Linked DNA regions of Zea mays: regions 1 and 2 are each linked to region 3. The links are chromatin contacts, called in public Hi-C maps. All regions are on one chromosome and are shown on one strand. The core of a region is the stretch at or near the end of the contact, and the rest is flanking DNA. Distances in the headings are between cores, read along the strand shown. Region 1 holds the start of LOC100272936. Region 2 holds the start of LOC100191642 (Polyketide cyclase/dehydrase and lipid transport superfamily protein). Region 3 holds the start of LOC100284902 (3-isopropylmalate dehydratase large subunit 2).

What was found. Hi-C and Micro-C count contacts between places; a contact is called where the count stands out from the background.
Region 1: a contact with region 3 is called in a Hi-C map of ear, with 2.6 times the contacts expected there. The contact joins the promoter of LOC100272936 here to the promoter of LOC100284902 in region 3. A contact is called at or near these places in 12 of 25 Hi-C or Micro-C datasets (bundle sheath, ear, endosperm and 4 more).
Region 2: a Hi-C map of tassel shows a contact between it and region 3, with 5 times the contacts expected there. The contact joins the promoter of LOC100191642 here to the promoter of LOC100284902 in region 3. A contact is called at or near these places in 3 of 25 Hi-C or Micro-C datasets (ear, leaf and tassel).

Annotation. Positions count from the first base shown.
Region 1 is chr5:75,066,997-75,071,716 of Zm-B73-REFERENCE-NAM-5.0, forward strand. It overlaps LOC100272936, which reads left to right and starts at 3,167. Exons shown (of 6, transcript NM_001147388.1): 1 at 3,167-3,455; 2 at 3,826-3,969; 3 at 4,103-4,194; 4 at 4,383-4,569; 5 at 4,703-4,720. The coding sequence starts at 3,330. It overlaps LOC100192880 (AT-hook motif nuclear-localized protein 1), which reads left to right. Exons shown (of 5, transcript NM_001138068.2): 5 at 1-532. The coding sequence ends at 199.
Region 2 is chr5:74,702,216-74,706,811 of Zm-B73-REFERENCE-NAM-5.0, forward strand. LOC100191642 (Polyketide cyclase/dehydrase and lipid transport superfamily protein) reads right to left here and starts at 1,348. Exons shown (of 5, transcript NM_001348730.1): 1 at 729-1,348; 2 at 436-618; 3 at 272-355. The coding sequence starts at 1,262. It overlaps LOC100278883 (Protein LOW PSII ACCUMULATION 2 chloroplastic), which reads left to right and starts at 3,364. Exons shown (of 3, transcript NM_001152015.1): 1 at 3,364-3,770; 2 at 4,324-4,477. The coding sequence starts at 3,395. The coding sequence ends at 4,463.
Region 3 is chr5:74,939,470-74,943,676 of Zm-B73-REFERENCE-NAM-5.0, forward strand. It overlaps LOC100284902 (3-isopropylmalate dehydratase large subunit 2), which reads right to left and starts at 2,575. Exons shown (of 14, transcript NM_001367198.1): 1 at 2,420-2,575; 2 at 2,230-2,349; 3 at 1,803-2,126; 4 at 1,605-1,673; 5 at 1,403-1,519; 6 at 812-886; 7 at 645-722; 8 at 468-563; 9 at 241-290. The coding sequence starts at 2,473.

The DNA.
Region 1 (4,720 bases), core at 1,917-4,416, 130 kb after region 3:
CGTCGGGTTCACCATCTCAAGCGGGGACATGGACGACGCGTACAGCGGCAGCCAGCATCCAAGGTCGGCGGCGGCGAAAGGGGGCTCGACCACCACGGCACTGTTCAAGGTGGAGAACTGGACGGCGCCCGCGCCCGCGCCCGATCAGGCGAGGAAGGCGCCGGCGCCGGAGGCCAAAGTCCCCGTCCCCGGAGGCTGAAGCCGACATCCTCTACCTAGCTAGCCGGCCGACCGTCGATCGATCAGGCCCTGCAGCTTGTTGGGAATCCAGTAATTCGTGATCCTTGTAACCGACGCCGTCTTAGTACAGAAGTGGATCAGTATGAATCACCCGCTGTTCATCATTAATTAGGTGTCGACATTTTCCCGGTTTATATATGTGTGGAGTTTCATTATCCATTGTTTAAATAACGGTGTATGTATACTGGTTAGCAGTAATACAGTCGTCGTAGCACAGTGCCAATTTTTTGTGTGTTCATCTGAAACATCAAACAAGTAATATACACAGCATGTAGTGTAGTGCCTTTTCTGTCCACGACCGAAGTCCAAAAGTCGCCATGGAAAGTTTAATTTAAAGGCATGTTTGGTTCGTTGCCTCAATTGCCACACTTTGCCTAACTTTTGTGCCTAAGGTTAGTTATTCAATTCGAACGACTAACCTTACGCAAAGTGTGACACATTTAGCCACAAACCAAACATGCCTTAAGTTTCAATGGCACAGACGCCTGAGAGTGAGCGGAGGCCCCCGGATTGGACAGGCTGCCAATGGAAGGGTGCTGTGCTGTGACGAAACGGTGGATGAAATGAAGATGCATCCAACTCCAAAAGAAAAGGAAGACTTCCGCTGAGGCGCTGAGGTGTAGGTATTGATCGAGGCGCTAGTAGCTCCATCAGCTTGTGGAAAAGGAGGAGAAATTTAAGCCGCTAGCCAGCATCGGTTGAATAATCGAAGAATATATATCCTGGCCTGTAGTGTGTATACTAGCTAGATGTTGGATGCAGCTATAGCACATAGATGAGACATACGCTCACAGATGAGATGATTTTGATAAGTGTATTGAGATTGCAAGTGACATTGCTTTATTATTTTTGGCGGCCAGTCAAAATAAGCTTTCGGTTTGTGGCCGCCAGTCTCTACCGGTCGTAAATAAGCTTTTATTTTTGAAGACGACAAAAAAAAGCCCCAAAAACTAACTTATTTTTCAACTGCTAAAAAATATATATCATTGGAAATAATATATTTGCTTTTGATGTCCTATTTATAGTTATTTTAAAGTTAACTTTTGGGGTATAGTCCTCAGAGTAGTCGTCAAACATTCCTCGATTTTCTAAAATTATATATCCCACGGGTTTATTTATTATCGGACATGATAATAATCTCTACTATATTAAAGTACTAGCTTTTCTAGTTGCACGCTTCTACTATCATCATTCTTATAAAAAAGAACTTTTTATATTTCTTTGTAATTAACCCGCCGTCCTTTTGATTTGATGGGATCCAATTTCCATCGGTATATAAATAAAGATTCGAACCATGGTTATTAGGTCCAAACTCACACTCACACTTGCCTAACCAACAGATACACATATCTTTGTGCTTTATAATCTACACTCAGGTATAAATGTAAAGCATAGTAACCTAAGTACGGGCACTTTGCTAGTGCAAGCATGAGTGATGACTTTGGACGTGCGAGAAGCGAAAATCCCCAGCCACATACTGTGGAGTGTGCGCAGTTATTATTATTAGGCACGAGATGGTCGCTTGCTGCCTGTCCTAAAGACTTGTTTGGTTTACTTCGTGGCACATCTGTCTGAGTCAGCCAGCGAGGCAACAACCTTAGAGTGTGTTTAGTTGTGAGATAGCTAGGACTGAGACGTCGGATAACTGGGAACAACATTGGGATAGTCTTGTCTCAACTCTTGACCCTGAACCAAATAAATTTATTTGAGGGATCGTCCCATCTCATCTCGTCTTATCATTGCAACAAAACATACCTTAGGTGTTGGATTTTGATCGTCTGGGATTGAGATTGCGTGTGTGGCAGGCAAATGCCTCACAGGCTCTCAACCAAACAGGCCCTATAACTTTGGACTGAATTGCCTGGACGCAAATTAACAACCTTCGCGCGTCCATGCATGCTTTCACGTACGTGGCGGATCCGATCCGACGGTGACTCTAATGCAAGGGATTGTTTGGTAGAGCTCCGTTCCATAATTTTCTAGCTCCGAGAGCTGATTTTCTAATGAAGTGATTTTGAGTGATTCTCTACCGAAAGTGAATCTATTTGACAAAAATTGTTTGGTAAATAGGTCATAAAGTGATTAACAAGGGGTTAAAGAGTGGGTGGTGGGAAGCAGGTTTTTTGGCTCCCACTTTTTAATACAAAGTAGAAATTAGATTTACTGTACTCTTACTATAAAGCACCTCAAAATTTTATCGTTTGACTTGGTAGAAGTGATTTTCGGTGGGAGAGAATACCTCTAACGCCCCCTTGTTACTACTGGCGGCTGTACTGCTGCTTGCTGGCGCCACCGGAATTCTGAGACAACACGGATACAAAACGACAAGACCCCACTCGACGACGTCGCATGCAGATGAAGCGCAATTTTGGAAGAAGAAAAATAAGAAGAGAACTTTCATAGTGCGTAGTAAATTCCAAACTGAAAACGACCAACGCGCTTAAGTTTCTCTGGACTATGCTTGAAGAAGAAGAAGCAGCCTGGATTTAGCACGCGCATACGTAATGCTCGCTCGTCGTACACGGAAATTTTCAAATACATACACAATACAAATACACGACGTGGACCGTGCCCAAGAAAGCCCATCTGGCTGTGCAGACCAGTCGGGCCCACGGGGCAGTGGGACCGGATTTCTCGAAGCGCGGGCCGGCATACCGTCCCGGGCCCACCTGTCAGGTGGAGCCGCCCGCCGCTAGGCGCCTAGTGCACTCGGGCGCCTGCGCGACCAGGCCCGAAGCTTCTTCCCGGGCCCGCACCACGGATCAGGATCCGTCCCGCCAACGTGGGCGCGCGGCATTGGTCGGTCCGGAGCGGTTTCGCGTCATCGATGCGGTTCGCTGATACGGCAATACGGCATGCATGAGCGGCGACGCACGCACGCACTAGAAGGAAACTTCTGGGGGAGTCCGGAGAAGCTTTCGTTCCTTCGTCCTTCTCCTTCCCACCGCCACGCCACGCCACGCCACGCCGGCTCGGTACATATACTAGCCTGCCTCGATCGGCCTCCCTCGCATTCCCCCTCGATCGGCCTCCCTCCCCCAAGATCCTCCACTCGATCCCAAACAAACCAACAAATCCATCCATCGCACATGGACGCGTTCTTCTCGGCCTCCTCCGCGTCGGCGCCCTACGGCTACGGCGCCGGCGGATGGAGCTACGACTCGCTCAAGAACTTCCGCCAGATCACCCCCGCCGTCCAGACCCACCTCAAGCTCGTACGTCCCCCGTTCGCGATTCTCCCTGTTCTTCTCGTCGTGGGCGTGCGTTTCAGAAATTCCGGGGGCTATAGTCGTTGTGACTCGCGCAATTAGCATTTCGTATTTTTTTAAAAATATATATCAGTCGTTGGTTTCGTGCGTTCCAGAAATTCTCCTGCGGGTTGCGTGTAGCTGATGCGTAATTCCCTGACGTAATCTTGTGATTCGCGCGCGTCGTGTTCCTTGCGTTGAGAACTGCAACTGCGGATGCCACCGATTCGATCGATTCGTCACTTTAAGAACATGCATGATCCGGTTAGAACAGCAAGATATGATAAATCGATTTGAATCCAAATCTGACCCTCTGGTTCGGCTTGGTTGCCTGCAGGTCTACCTCACCCTGTGCGCGGCGCTGGCCTCGTCGGCGGTGGGCGCTTACCTGCACGTGGTCTGGAACATCGGCGGTACGCTGACAATGCTCGGTTGCGTCGGCAGCATCGCCTGGCTCTTCTCGGTGCCCGTCTACGAGGAGGTCAGTCCGTCCGCCCGTGATCCGTCGTGTCGTCCGTTCGTCTCTCCTTCGTCAGTTGACACAACCGAAATTGTCCATTGCGCCTTCGTCTCTCACACTGTGTTGCCCTGTTTGTGCGCGTGCGTGTGTGCAGAGGAAGAGGTATGGGCTGCTGATGGCGGCTGCCCTCCTGGAAGGCGCTTCGGTCGGACCCCTCGTCAAGCTCGCCGTGGAATTTGACCCAAGGTAACCTTGCACTTGTCGTCTTGTCTCTCGGAAATTGCCTGCGCTGTGCGCTGCTTGATTAAGATAATAATAATACAGTAATAATCAGGATTCGAACGCTACCAGGCTGGCAATGCGTCACCAGCCCGCCATAAGTTGTAGTAGTAGACAAATGCTTAGATGACGAATGGCTGTTTTTTTTCCCTCAGCATCCTGGTGACGGCGTTCGTGGGGACTGCCATCGCGTTCGCGTGCTTCACCGGCGCGGCCATGGTGGCCAGGCGCAGGGAGTACCTCTACCTGGGTGGGCTGCTCTCGTCGGGGCTCTCCATCCTGCTCTGGCTGCAGCTAGCCGGCTCCATCTTCGGCCACTCCGCAACCAGCTTCATGTTCGAGGTGCCTGCCTGCCTCTATCCTCTTTTAATTTATAATCCGATGGAGCAACAGTGTATCCATTGCTTGTCCGTCTGTGAGATGCATGCACACAGCAGCCTTGGCTTGAACACTTGCTTGCTTTCTCCTCCTGCAGGTCTACTTCGGGCTGCTC
Region 2 (4,596 bases), core at 98-2,597, 240 kb before region 3:
CAAACAGGCCACTGCACTTCTAAAGCTGTGTGCCTTGTGCCTATTCCAAACTGGAGTTATTAGTTGACGGGCAACACAGACACAGCATAGATTACGGTCTGCATGAAGCGTAAGCTATATAGCCAACAGGCCATGTGTCAAAGTTCATCCAAGAAACTGTATAGTACTTTTGCATCAGGGATCAAGCATAAACCCCACTACCTCCTGGAATCAATATCCCCAAACAAGAACAACACGCAGTAGTTCTTTTTTTTTCCAAGTCTAGTTTTACCTTTGTGACGCAATAATAGGCGCCCCCCAGCTTCCATATCCGCCGGGCGATTATGTACTCCCTGTCGCTGCAGAAGAAGGGGAACTGCGACAGCGAGCGCAAGAGATGAGTCATACAATACAATGCGATGAGTCAGCCAGAGAGGCCCGCTATTTATTATTTACCTTCCGGACCCAATGCACTTTCATCGTCCCAGTGGTCCGGCACTCCTCCAGGGTCTTGTGGTAGATGAGCATGTCGTCCCACCTGTTGGACATCCGGAACTCGTCGTCCCCGAAGAAGTCCCTCACCTCCTCTGGACTGGCGTTCTCGAAGATGCTGCTGCTCTGGTACTGCGGAGGCCCGGTCTACAAAATATTCATCCAGATAAAAATAAAATTCAATCGTTACATGAACATGAAATCAAGTAATAAAAAAAAACACGACGCTGAGGCTCGTGAAAAAAAAATCCGCTCACCTGGGCGTCCCTCCTCCACGCCCGGTACGTCATGGTGGGCAGCGACTTCTCCATCATCTTGGTCCAGGCCGGGCCACCGTCCGCGCCCTCCACCAGCCTCCAGAGGTTCACCAGGTCGGCCATCCCCACCGCCACCGCCACCGGCTCCTCTCTCGCCGTCGCCGTCTCCGTCTCCGACGACCTGCCAAGCGCCACCGTTCCGCGGTTCCGTTGCACGGCGTCCTTGTCACCCTCCCTCTGCTGCACGGCGGTGCCGAGCGGGGCGCGGAGGCGGGCGGGGAGCTGGGCCTTCCAGAAGTCGAGCGTGGCGAAGGGCGGCTGCGCGGCGGCGGCGGCGGTGGTGGCGCTGCCGCCGTCGTCCGCGGTGGCGACGACGAGGCCGGCTGCCCAGCGCGGGCGCCAGGCCCAGCCGAGCAGCAGGCCGAGGAGGGCCGCCGCCCACAGGGGCCCCGCGAGGAGCGCCATCTCCCAGGCCGCCCCCCACGCCGTGGGCTGCTCCAGCACCCTGCCCACCGCCGACAGCACGTACCCCATCGGAGCCGACCGGCCGAGCAGTCGACGGCGTAGGGGGTCGGACGCGGCGGTGTGTGTGTGGGGGCAGGGTAGGGGGAGGGATGGAGGGAGGGAGGAAGGAGGGGGGCTTTACGGCCTCTGGCGAGGATTAAAGACTCGATTTTTTTGTTTGGTTTAGGGAAGGGTAAGGTGTGGTGCACGAGCAGGGATGGAGGCGTGTGGACACGGTGCATGGACTATCTCACTCTTGACCTCCCTATCTTTTCTACCTATCTGATTTCTAAACCTTTCATTTTTGTACTTTGCAGAGTTTAAATAATCAATCCCACCCTACTTTATTTGGAGTTCGCAGAGCTGCGTGGATGCTACGTGATATGGTAAACAAAAACAAGAGCTGAGTCTGGTGGGCATTTGTTTATTGGTTAGGACTTAAGCGTTTCATCATTTTTTTGTTAAAAAAGAAAAGAAAAGGTATGGTTTGCCCTTTGGTGTTCTAACTCATGTATTATAGATTATAATAGCGTGCTGATGGTGTGTGCTTACTTACCGCATCATCTCATTAGCTGTTGGTTGTGAAGTCGCTTTCCTAAGCATTCCATGTATCCCCGACTCCCCGTGTTGTTCCTTAAAGGCACAAAGGGTACACAGCTAAAAGGAATATGCTATGCCCGTGGCTTCTAGGCTTGCCAAACTACACAAAAAGGGCCATGCATAACTATTAGTCCGTAGCAACATGACGTTTGATTAGGTGTGGAAAAAACAAAATCTTCGTCCAAATAAATCAGCTCCTAGAGCAAAAAGGGGGGGGGGGGGGGGGGGGGGAATCGGACCAATCTTACATGTTGGATCAGCTCCTAGAAAATTGATTTGTTTATTCAGGAACCGAGGTAGTATTTTACATGGAGAGTGTTATTCAAACATGCGATTTGGTGGGTGGTCAACTCGGTAAACCCTTCCGATCCTATGCTTCTACGATACGTCATTGTTCTTGGCTGAGACTAATTGACTAAATCACCCTAGAGTCAGTCACGTACTCTTTCTCAATTCCCCTCCTCTCCCATGTTGGATATATCCCACAAAAGCGATAAGGGGATATAATAGAACCCAAAAAAAATATTAGTGAGACAAAAGAAACTCACTTTTCTTTTCTTTTTTCATTTGATGAAAGGGGCGCTCTTGTCTTGTGGCCGTACGATGCAGCAGCCCATGGACCGGGCGCATGCACTGCCGCGACAAGCCCAGCCCAACCCCAAAGCGATAAGGGGATCTGGGGGCTGAGGCTGCCGGTGGCGCGCGTCGATTCCGGTGGGGGCCCAAATCTCACTCCCGTCCAACGCCGCGCCGCCACGTCGGCTCGCGACTCGCTTTGGTGCCCCACTCCCCCCCTCGCCGGCGGCGTCACATCGCCACCACTAATCGGGTCGGGCCGGTCGGCCGTCGTGAGTGGCAGCATCCGTGCTTTTTTTTTTGCGTGCTCTGTGCTATATTTTTGCCCCCCCTTGTGTCTGCCACCCATATTGTTGGTACTTCTCCAACACAGATTTTTCTTGCTGCACGAGCTGACACGTCGCGGGTAGTGATCCGAGCACGTCTAGCGTGGCTAGAGAGCTTGTCGCCTTGGCCGTAAGGACACTTGTAAAACATGTACATCATCGAATATTAAAACCACGCATTTTAAACATCATCTTCAGTTAATATCTTTTACAAACAGCGCCTAACTGAGTTTATATGAAAACATGTAATGGCATACTTCAAAACGAAAGGATGTCATCCTATATAGGTTTTGGTCTAAAAAAGAAAAATGAAACATTTTTTATTTCTTTGGATTTTTTTAAAATATATCTGATTTGTCTTCTCAAACTTTTAACTTAGTTTAGCCCATATGATATGGATCACCACATCAGTAAAACCACTATAGGTGAAAAACAATTGTTTTTTAAAAGGCGAGGGATGCCAAAAAAAATTCTTCTGATTTTGGAATTCAACGAGCAAAATGAGACGAGGGAGTTAAATTGGATTTCCTGGATATAAGAATGAAAGGAAGCCATGGCCCACGAAACACGCGTCCATCCCTCTCTCCGGCCCGGCCCACAAACTCACCTCGTCATCTCCCCCTCAAACTGTCGGATAAGCCGCGCGCCGTCGCCGTGGCCATGGCGTCCCTCTCCCCCGCGCTCCTCCCCGGCGCCGGCGTGACCCTCCTCCGAGCGCCGCCCGTGTTCCGCGTCACCGCCTCTTCCTCGAGCTCGGGGAGCAAGAAGGGCAAGAAGCCCAAGAGCGGCAGCAAGGGCAAGGACACCAAGGCGCTGGAGCCTCCAGCGCCCGTGGTCCGCCGCGCGCCGCCGGGAAGCGCCTCCATATTCCAGCAGCAGAAGAATGAGGCGGCGTCCAGGGCCGGGGGCGCCGGTGGGAAGGGGCCCACGGAGGAGGAGCTACGGCAGCGGCAGGCCAACGAGAACGCCTTCCTCCTCGCCTGGCTTGGGCTAGGCATCATCATCCTTGTCGAGGGCATCGCACTCGCCGCCTCCGGTAATATACGTACTAGCAATTTGGTCTCCAACTTACAGTGCTGCACTCACTTTGATTATGGTGGACTGTTGGTGAATTCAGTTTAGAATATGACTGTAGTCTCCCCAATTGAGGAACTTTGTGCGTACATATGACTATATTAACACAAGGGATGGTGCTATTATTCTGTCAACTATTGATGAATTGAACAAAATTGTCATGGTGGTGGCATTGTGGTAGTTTTTTAGCTCACATGGCAGCTTTTTACCTTTCATAAATAGTCACTGGTGGCTTTTTTTACCTTTCATAAATCGCATTATAGTACTCAAGACATGAGAAATCTTCAAATGTAACATATTGGTGCAGCGATCATCGCAACTCTGGAATTGCCAGGTGCAATTCCTGAATCCTGAACCAATGATACATTGAAGTAATCAGCGACATGAATCTGAGTGTAGCATGATGCACAAAACTATCAAAGAAAGCATAAAACTACTAGTTAAGTTGTGAAAGCTTTTGGTACTGCAGAACTGCTGAGCCAAGTAGTCATGTTTTGAACTTGTATGTCATGCAGGTTTTCTGCCAGAGGAATATGACAGCTTCTTTGTTAAGTACCTTTATCCATCGTTCACTCCAACAGTTGTTCTGTTTTTGGCTGGTACGGTTGGGTATGGTGTCCTCAAATACTTTGAAAGCGAGAAAAGCAAAAGCTAGATGACAGCACGAAGGTGAGACTAAATATAATCATCTTGTGAACATCTAGGCTTTACTTCTCCTAATTTTGTTCACACGCTATTCTACAGTTTATGGTATGTTATGCTTCACTAGAAAGTCAAGATTGAATGAT
Region 3 (4,207 bases), core at 1,325-3,824:
AAGGAAAAAATTAGACAATAAATTATATTTCTGTATGCGCATAACTTAATCAATTTTTAAAGACAAGAGATAAGGGAACATGGAAAAACTAGTCATGTATCTTTTACTTTCAAAGTTCGGTGCTGTCTAATAAGGACTCATGGTCTGTAAGGCAAATATCTTTAAAACTGAAAACATGCACATAGATGCAGACATAACATGAGCAAAAGGTCAAGAAAAACAAGGACAGCCTATAGTCACCTGGCCTCAGCATCACTGTAGACAGGTTGATAATCAACTGATGTCCTACCCTGCAGTATACCAGCACAACAATATTGATGTCAGAACTATCCTACAAACTAAATGGTAGAAGCTCACTTCTGCAAATTGTTCTGAGCACTCTCTATCTCAAACTTATTGGAATGTTATGAAAGAAAAGCATATTGGCCCAACTTTGTTATGAGCATTTAAGGGGACTAGTTTTGTACCTCAAGGTATTTAAATGTAGTTTCATCAGCAGGCACGACACCGTTCTTTCCACCAGCTTCAACAACCATGTTGCATAGTGTCATACGTTCTTCCATCTAGCAAGTTTGTGAAAAGGACTAAGTTCAATGTTACGTGGTGTGGCAATTAATTAAGATAATCTTGAGCAGGGAACGCACGGTTAGACTTTCTACAGTTGATCCAACAAACTCCATCGATTTGTAGGTTGCACCAGATACTGAAATCTCACCAATAATCTGTAAGTACCGATTAACAAGAATAAGAAGTCATGGTTACAGGTAGATCCTAAGGGAAGGAACAAACATAACACAGCTTGTAAGCTTACTTGCAAAATCAGATCCTTCGCAAGTAAATAAGGCGGCATTTCTCCATCTAATACAAACCTGATAGTAGGTGGCACCTGAAATGAACATTAAAACATATCAAAACAATGTATTCATTTTCTGGAATTGACTGAAGCAAATCCATAACATATGATAATGTGATAACTGATAAGAGGATGTACAAAACATAATTGAGAAAAAACTTCATTCATTCAATGAAAACAGCACTTTCATGTGCTAACTGAAATAAGGGATATGACCACCCGATGGATCATTGTTATTTTTTTTATGAAATGCAAGTCAGTATAATCAACAAGAATATTATATTTTGATTTATATTAAACAATACTTTTGGTCCCTCTACTGACCAATCGATGAAAGACTGGTTTTTACAAAGGGAAGCCTGGTGGATGCATAGCCGTGTTTCTGTGTTTTGTTTTTTTTTGGGGGGGGGGGGGGGGGGGCTTTGACTCAGTTTATCCATTCTTCGAAACTCATTCATGTGGGAGCCTCTACCATTGGGTATGCCCTATAAGACTGGTTTTAAAATTTTGCCTTCCGAGAGTAACAACAACCAACAACCATGGGCGTACCTTGAGAAGAGCCTTTCCAGTGCCCATCACAAAACCTGCATCAGTGTTTCCAATTCCGGTTGCAAATTGACCAAAGGCTCCAGCATTGCACGTATGAGAATCAGTACCCAGGAGAACCTAGATAGCAATTGGAGAAGATTAGTGCTTCCCAACATGTTCTACAATCACAGGTGACCTGTACATGGAAAACTCAGCAAGGTACCTCGCCTGGTCGGCAGTGGCCTTCCTGAGCAAGTGCAATGTGGCAGACACCCTTGTAGTCTGGATTAGCCTGCAAACAAATATGAAATTCAAACTATTGTGGAAGGGGGAAAATACAGGGAACCTAAATTTTGGTACTAGGAGGCAGAGAAGCCAAGATATCAACTAAATAAACCGAGAAGCAAAGGAGTGGGCATACCCTGAAATCGCTGAGGTCCTTGATATCATAGAAGTACTTGATGTTCTGCTCCAGACAGAAGTCCCTGAGGATATCGACGTTGCGGTTGGCGCGCTCGTCGCTGGTGAAGATGTAGTGGTCGGGGATGATGACGACCTTCTCGCGGTCCCAGACCTTGGCATCCTCCCCGAACTCCTTCTTGAAGATGCCGATGGTGCCGGGCCCGCAGACGTCGTGCGTCATGAGCACGTCGATGTCCACCCACACGTTCTCCCCGGGCTCCAGCGCCGCGCGCTCCGACGCCCTCGCCAGGATCTTCTCCGTCATCGTCATCGCGGTCTTCACCTGGAGAGGGGCGACCGCGCGTATTCGTACGTATGTAAATCGAACGCGAAGCGCAGAGCAGCAGCAGCAGCAGCGGGATGGGATTCAGGGGGCGGGGGCGTACCGAGCCGGTGGACGACGGGGCGCGGGGGGTGCGCGCGGGCGACGCGACGGCGCGCACGCGGCACGGCTTGGTCCGGCGGCTCGAGCCCGCGCGGTGCGGCGCCGGCGCGGCCAGCTCCTTCTGCGACGGGAAATGGAAGGGGGTTGGTTAGTAACGGGGCGCGAGAGGGGGTAGGAGGGAGAGGACGGACCTTGTGGGCGAAGGCCGCGGAGGCCTTAGCGGCGGCGGAGATGGAGGAAGCCATGCCGTGGCGGCGCTCGGGCGGGCGGGCGGGCGAAGCGTCGAACACCCTGCAGGCCCGGCGGGGGGCGGAGGGGGGTAGGTCAAGCGAGAGAGTGTGTGTGTGTGTTGAGGCCTTGACAGGACTTGGGTCTGGGGGTGGTGCTGTTGCGGCGTGTGTGCTCGGGGAGTGTCGTGTCTCGTGTGGTGTCGGCTGCCGTGGCGTGTGTGCCCCTGATCAATGAATGGATCAGCGGGTGAGGTGGGAGCTGGACGAACGTCGAACGGACTAACGGAGCGCACGAGACGCCGATGGAGAGATGACTGATGAGGTGGAGAGAGGTGCACAAAATGAGCACGGCTTGCAAAGCGAGCACCGATTGAGCTATGAGTTGTCTAAGCTACCTTAGACATGACTTATGAATCAAGATCTAAATATTTCTTTATGATAAATTAAAATTTTAAATTAATTTTAATTTAAAAACAAATAAAGATAGAGTAAGATCTTAATTTGATTTGATTCTTAAATTTTATAGTGTAAAATCTAGAGTCATTACCACTCCAAAATATGACAGAAAAAATGGCACTTATTAGGCCTTATTTGGTTCCTTCGAGTAAAATTTAGTCTATGTCACATTAAATGTCTGGATGCTAGTTAGAAATATTAAATATAGCTTAATTATAAAAAAATAATTATATAAATGAGGAGAAAACGATAAGACAAACGTATTAAACCTAAATAATCTATGATTCGTTTGTGTGATGCTACAGTAAATATTGTTAATCATTAAATAATTAGTTTTAATATTTTTTTCTTATCGTTTAGTCTTCATATGTGTAATTAGTTTTATAATTAGACTATATTTAATTCTCATGGTATGTATTCAAACATCATATATGACATAGAATAAACTACTGGAACCAAATAACCCTTAGAGCATATACAACAAGAAATCCTTTATTTGAGTCCTAAATTTTAAAATATGACCTGATTTGAAGTGTTTAGGGTCACAAAAAATATTTAGAGCTTAAATAGTTGAGTCATATAGTTTAAGAAATAGGTAATGTTATTTAGAAATAAAAGGTTGGTAATAATGTACAAAACGAGGTTAGAGCTCTAGTATACATGGTCCTGTATTTAGGACTTGAGAGATCGAGTCATATAATTATTTGATTTTTAAAAAATAAAACTCTTGTTGAAGCAAGCTTTTAATGAAAACCCTATATTTTAAAATACAACTCTATTAGAAATGTTGTCGGTACAGCACAATTAAATGAGAAGTCTTTTATAGGGTCTCTAGGGGTTAAACAAAATTAAGAAATGTACTCTTCGTGAAGAGGTTATCTCTACACGACTCTCTATACAACTGTGTCTTGACCGCATTTACGATCTAGGAGCTTATAATTGTATCATACAGTCTTTTAGTTGTCTCTTATATTTAAAAAAACGATCAAGAGTTCAGGGTTGTACATGTCATGTGATAAAAATTGTTTTCTCCTATTAATAAATACGTGCACGTGCCCGTCCACTTGTGTTCTCATCTTCGGACCCACGTATAGGGATGGCAACGGGTCGGATTCGAATCGGGTAGAGTAAACAGTAAATACTAGCCCGCGACCATACCCGCGGGGATTATCCATATCCGCCCCATGACTATACCCATGGGTAAATTTTTGTACCCGTGCACGTACCCATCGGGTATCGGGCGGATATCGGGTACCCGTCGGGTATAGCAGCTTGGTGCATTATCCCTAAATG